Linked DNA regions of Mus musculus: region 2 is linked to region 1. Evidence: chromatin contacts called from public HiChIP or PLAC-seq data. All regions are on one chromosome and are shown on one strand. Each heading gives the region's core, a stretch centred on a gene start, on an enhancer-like site or on the middle of the called end of the contact. The rest is flanking DNA. Distances are from core to core; before and after follow the strand shown. Region 1 has its middle 42 kb from the start of Zdhhc19. Region 2 holds the start of Tnk2os (tyrosine kinase, non-receptor 2, opposite strand).

Region 1 (2,913 bases), core at 108-2,607:
GCATTAGAACCAGTTGCCAACACTCTTGTTCTTGCAGAGGACCTGAGTTCAATTCCCAGCACCAACATGGTGGCTCTGATAGAACCTAGTGGGGAAACCCCCACTCAACTCCCGATTCGGTGTGCACCCAAGAATCACGAACAGACTACCATCTTGATGTAATTACATGAGGACGTTTAATTACGGAGCTCCAGACCGACATGTATCCCACACAGGAGATAACGGATGTTGGCCACGAGGCTTGAAAGCTAGGGGTTTTTATGGGGTAAGGGGCTTAGGGATGTGGAATTCAGCACAGCGACACACTATTGGCTTATTCAAACATTAACAGAAAGAACATAGGGCATCAGGACTTTCTTCCTGTGGACTGGGGGGCTTATCTTTGTTCACATAGCAACCAGTTGATGTATGACTTTACCCGGCACCAAGGGGCAATAGACAGAGGGGAGATTCTTAGATAATATAGCCCTGCTGGTCCTTGTATCTTTACAGTCAAGATGTTCTTAGGAATGCCTTAACAACAGCCCTGCCCTGGCATGCCTGGGGGCTGTTCTGCTTTGTTCTTGGTCCCAGGCCGGGCTGTGGGCTCCTAAACTCACAAGTTACAATATTTTATCTTCCTTCAGCACAATCATCTGATCCCAGAGATCTGATGCCCTCTTCTGACGTCTGTGGTACAAGGTATACACATGGTGCATATACATACATCCAGGCAAAATATTCATATATTCAAAATAAAATAAAATAAAATAAAATAAAAAGATAAACAAACAAACAAACTGTTTATCAATAAATACTAATGAAGTTTTAATCAGCTCAGATTTTCTCAGTGGCCCTAGTGTATAGTTCAAATTCTTAGGTAATGAGGAAGGCCACGAAGAGTTTCTAAGTGTGATGCTATTTCCTAAATGCTAAGTGAATTAGTTTACAAGCCAGGTAGAAAATCATTAGTAACTGAGTATCAGGGCGTGGGAGAGATGTTTCCAGCACAGAAAAGCCCAAGCATGCTGGTATAGTACTAAGGCCTTTCTCCCTAACTCGTGAAGTGTTTTTTCCTCTTAAGAGTTGACTGGATAACCAAATTCCAACTGAAGGAGTTCCTAACAGGGACTGTAGCTCAAGAGCCCTAGCCATCAAGCACGAAGAAGGAATCTTAGAAGAGGGGCTGCTCTCCTAGAGGACCATCTGCCTCCAGCTTGAGACCTTGTTCCTCAAGAGTCCTAATTTTAGATCAAGCAAGGGCTTAATCTCTTCTTATATTTGTATCTGTAGCCCCTTTGTTCTGCTGCAGCCTTTAGCCTACTCACTGTGTTTACCTTACCTCTCCTTTTATCTTCTTTACTGGTGGGCCCCCTGGCCAGCAGAACTTTGTAGAGCTTACCCAGCAGGGTGGAACCATGGCCTCAGCAAGGTCCTGGGCTCTGCTGGGTCCTTCCTGCCCCTCAGGCTTTTGTAGGGTGGGGGAGTCCTTGATCTTGAATCCAAGCTGTGAGGGTCTGTGGGTGGCCCAGCTTCAAAGTGAGCCAACCCAGGAGGCTTCCTGGAAGCTGGACGGACTCCTCCGCAGAGCCTGTCTCTGAGGGTCATGTGAGGAGGAGCTGGGGTCCAGACCATCAACAAGGGAAGCATAAACTGTGCATGGCACATTGAGTGGTGTGATCTGTGAACAAACAGACAAACCAAATATTTGATGTTGGGGAATGGAGCATAAAAAAAATGTATTAAATGATTCCATTTAGGTAAAAGCACTCACATGCTGCTTTGAGTACATTTATGTGTAAATAAGGGGGCAGAAAGGTTTTTTTAAGGTCGAAGCCTGAACATCAAACCAACAGAGCAAATTAAAAATCAAAATGGAGTCAGGATAAAAGTCAAACCTAAGCTAAGTTATTATCCTACTCTTGGAGAAGTTAATATGAGAGTTCTCACAAAAATCTTTTTCACTTGGAATGAAAATGAAATGCCAGCCTTTAATTCCAGCCTTCAGGAGGTAGAGGTAGGTAATCTTAGGAATTTGAGTCTGGTCTACAGAGTGAGTTTCAGGACCACCAGTGTTAGCATTCCTTCTAGGCTCCGCCCCACGGTTACCTAGCAACAGTCAGGAAGCTTAACTCACTATAAAAGGGGCTCCTTGCCTCCTTTTCTCTCTCTTTCTTGCTCTCTTACCCTCTCTGTCTTTTCTCTCCCCAAACTCCCTTCCTCCTTCCCTTCCTCTCTCTCTCCCTCCCTCCCTCCCTCCCTCCCTCCCTCCCTCCCTCCCTCCCTCCCTCTTTCTCCCTCACCCTGCCTTTTTCTGTCTCTACTCCCTCCTCAACTCCCCTCCCCATGCCCTAAATAAACTCTTCCATATTATATCCGTGGCTGGTACCTGGGGCTGCGGGGAGAGGAGAAGGAGGGATGCCTTATCATGGCATCCTGCAGAGGTGCCCCCTTCCACCTCTACCAAACTATCCTGGTTCTCTCTCTCTCTCTCTCTCTCTCTCTTTCTTATAAAACACAATAGCCTACACAGAGAAACCCAGTCTCTAAATTCCCCCACCCCCTAAAACAAAACAAAACCCTGCACTGAACTGAAGAGTTCCCTGTTTCAATGGATATTGATTTTTGTTTTTAAAAATCTAAATAATTCTTAGAGCTTTGAGAAGGAGTAAGATGGGGTGGGGTGGGGTGGGGTGCTACTGCTTAGAGTGAAAGATGTAACTTTTTGCTTTTAAGTTATCTTCTAAGTAAACTAAGCACAGTAAAAATAGTGACAGGAGGGACTTACAAAGAATTATTGAGCTGATATTTCTCTCATTATATATCACAGACAGACAGACAGACAGACAGACAGACAGACAGACAGATAGATAGATAGATAGATAGATAGATAGATAGATAGATAGATAGATATAGCTTTTTTTTGAGACTGCC
Region 2 (2,913 bases), core at 224-2,723, 130 kb after region 1:
TGTGGGAATTTTGGATCTTACCCCAGTTCATAGTAGGTCTCTGGGTGATCAGTGGTCCTTTCTAAAATTGTCATGTCTTTGGTAAACCAGCATTGGCTCCATTACCCAGCTTACCATGTAGGACTGTGCAAAGGGCCTCGTGGCTGCAGTGGCGAAAGTAGATCTTGTAAATTGAACTTATTGGCAAATATTAGGAAAATACTGGGAGGAGGGGACAAAGTCCAAACAGGTCCTCAGATTTGAGCTGCCCTTAGTGTTTGATTTCGGGACAAGGGGCTGAGGGGCATATTTTACATACCAAAGCAGACCTGGCCTCCAGGGTCTCCCAGCATCCCTCAGTCCCTACCTGGCATACTCTGCCCGCCCCACCCCCCACCCCCAACTCAGAACTTTCCAGCCCAGGGGCTGCCCTTCTCCCAGAGGCTCTTCCCTAGTAACCCAGACATTTCCATCTCTCTCTGACTCTTTCTGTCTGTCTGTCTATCTCCTTCTCTCCCTCCCGCCCCTTTCTTCTCTCTGTGCACACCCTCTCTTTCTTTCTCTTTTCCGCCCATACCCCCACTTTCCCCATGACCACTCTAATGTGGCTTGAGTTGGCTCACTTCACCAGCTGGGGAGAAAGAACCTATCACTCAGCACACACGGGTAAGGTTGGCCAGCTCTGAGGGCAACGAGAAGAGTCTGTAGCCTGGCACTAGAGCTTTAGATGCCCAGTGGAGGGGCCAAGTCAGATTGCATGGCCAGGTGAGTTCCTTCATAGCCCCCCTCTTCCTGTCTCTTGACCTTTGGCCCTTCTTTCTCCAAAACAGGCCTTGGAGACCCCTCTAGTCTTCCTTCCTTCTCAGCCCTTGGCTCTAGGCGCCCCTCCAGAAATCCAGCTGTCTTTCCAGGCCCTTCTCCAGCAAAGACTGGCTTCATTTGCACTACATACACACACATAACACATACTCATGGGTCAACCTCAGACTAAAATTATCTTCTCCCCTGGGCAGGATGAAGGGCAGCCGACTCCCCAGGGAGGATAGAGACAGACAGTGCCAAATGGTTAACCCAGAGAAGGGGCCAGGGCTAAAAATGGACAGGGAGGTGTTTGGAGGGCCCCTCGGGCTCCTACCCTCTCTTTGTATGCTAGGGGCAAGAGGCTGTGCCGTTTAGGAGGTTCAGGAAGGGAAGGGTAAGATGGGGAGGAGCTGAAGGCCAGGGCTGCCAGGGCTGGGGCTTGGGGGTGTACCTGGAGGGCTTTGGGCTATCTCTGTCTTCACAGACCGTTTTGGGGTTAACTTCATCCACAAGCAGCATCTTCATCTGTTTTTGACGACTACCCTGAGGCTTCAGCTGTGGGTTCCCCGTTAGGGTGTACGCTAGAAGTGTGTGCCTTTAACAGGCTGCCCCTGGCAGCTTGGCAAAGCCAGGAGCTGTCTGAGGCTTACCAGTAGGGTGGGACTGAGTGCCTCTGGGGCCCTGGGTTCCATCTGGCTTCTGGCTGCTTTCAAACAGGTGTTCAGTGGAAAGCGGTTGGAGGCCGAGTTCCCTTCCCAGCACTCTCAGAGCACCTTCCGGAAGCCCTCCCCCACCCCAGGGAGCCTGCCAGGGGAGGGGACCCTGCAGAGCCTCACCTGCCTCATTGGGGAGAAAGACCTACGCCTGCTGGAGAAGCTGGGGGATGGCTCCTTTGGCGTGGTGCGCAGGGGTGAATGGGACGCCCCCGCAGGGAAGACGGTGAGCTCTGGGGTGGGCACCTCTCCCCTTCTGTCAGGCGACAAGTGACTAGGGACAGTTGTGAAAGTACTCACCTTTTGAGCCATGTTCAGGTTTAACTGAGCACAGTGATTTCTTTTTTTCAAGTCTAAAGATAGTTTGCTTACTATGAAAGATTGGACACGGAAAAATGAAAGGCAAAGGCCTGCAGCTCCCACTGCCCGGCTGAGGCAGGGCTGCAGCGCCCCCTCCTGCCACCCCAACCCCTGCAGGGATTTGTTGTGAGACAGCATCTTGGGTAGACCAGGGTGGCTTTGAACCTGCAGTGACAAAGTATTTTCTGTCCCTTTATCCTTTCCTTCCTTCATGGTCTTGGATCAGCTTTGAAGCAAGTGCTGTGCCACTGAGCTATGTCTCATCACTAAGATAGAAATTAGATTTACATATTTAAGTCATAGCCTTTTTTCTCTTAATTAAAACTCCCTAGTGGATAACCACACACAAACATACACGTATGGGGTGTGGGGGGATACAGATTATTGTAAATATATAGGGCCAGATGCACTTCCCAGACAGTATATTAATATTGCTAGCACCCAGCAGGATTTGTCAAGCCCTGGCCACTCAGCACCCCTTTTTCCAAGGTGGGGGGCATCCATAGATTATGGCATTATAGTTCAACTATATTATTGTTCTGTCTTTATATTGCTCATCTCTTAATTTATTGTCACTGCTAATTTGGGAATTTGCCCAGAAAGAAGAGGCCCACATTTAGTGACCTTTAGAGGTCAGTCAGCTGCCACCCTCTTGCAGTGCAGAGGATGTAGGATATAAACTGATGGCATGCTTGTGCACTCAGATGAACAGGTCTGACGCAAGGGGCTTTACTCTGAGTTGGAAGGTGCAGTTAGCTCAGTGTTGGGAACCATGAAGGTCTAACGCCCTGCTAATCCTGCACTGGGCAGGTGAGTGTGGCCGTCAAGTGCCTGAAGCCTGACGTGCTGAGCCAGCCAGAGGCCATGGACGACTTCATCCGGGAGGTCAATGCCATGCATTCACTAGACCACCGAAACCTCATTCGCTTGTATGGTGTGGTGCTCACACTACCCATGAAGATGGTGAGTGGCTGGGTGGGAGGGAAGGCCAGAGGGCTACCTGCAGTCTGGGCTCCCAGACGCACTCTTCCTCCTGCCTGCTCCAGTTTCCCGCCACAAG

What was found. HiChIP or PLAC-seq counts read pairs in DNA pulled down with a chosen protein or histone mark.
Region 2: an H3K27ac HiChIP or PLAC-seq map of embryonic stem cells shows a contact between it and region 1, with 5 read pairs. The contact joins the promoter of Tnk2os here to the enhancer-like site in region 1. A contact is called at or near these places in 1 of 39 promoter capture datasets (second pharyngeal arch cranial neural crest), 1 of 15 datasets of contacts at CTCF or cohesin (large pre-B cells), 2 of 484 Hi-C or Micro-C datasets (bone marrow-derived macrophages and liver), 2 of 115 datasets of contacts at active chromatin or transcription factors (embryonic stem cells and extraembryonic endoderm stem cells) and 4 of 9 other capture datasets (adipose tissue, embryonic stem cells, liver and 1 more).

Annotation. Positions count from the first base shown.
Region 1 is chr16:32,536,969-32,539,881 of GRCm38.p6, forward strand. No RefSeq gene overlaps it. Among named protein-coding and RNA genes, the nearest start is that of Zdhhc19, 42 kb to the left of the region's middle. Within about 2 kb of position 1,358, at least 38 of the 459 cell types and tissues checked have an H3K27ac peak or open chromatin away from gene starts, as enhancers often do. A contact at or near this core is called in embryonic stem cells, extraembryonic endoderm stem cells and pancreatic islet, where this site is marked.
Region 2 is chr16:32,666,724-32,669,636 of GRCm38.p6, forward strand. Tnk2os (tyrosine kinase, non-receptor 2, opposite strand) reads right to left here and starts at 1,474. Exons shown (of 3, transcript NR_033493.1): 1 at 1,232-1,474. It overlaps Tnk2 (tyrosine kinase, non-receptor, 2), which reads left to right. Exons shown (of 16, transcript NM_016788.3): 4 at 1,498-1,719; 5 at 2,664-2,816.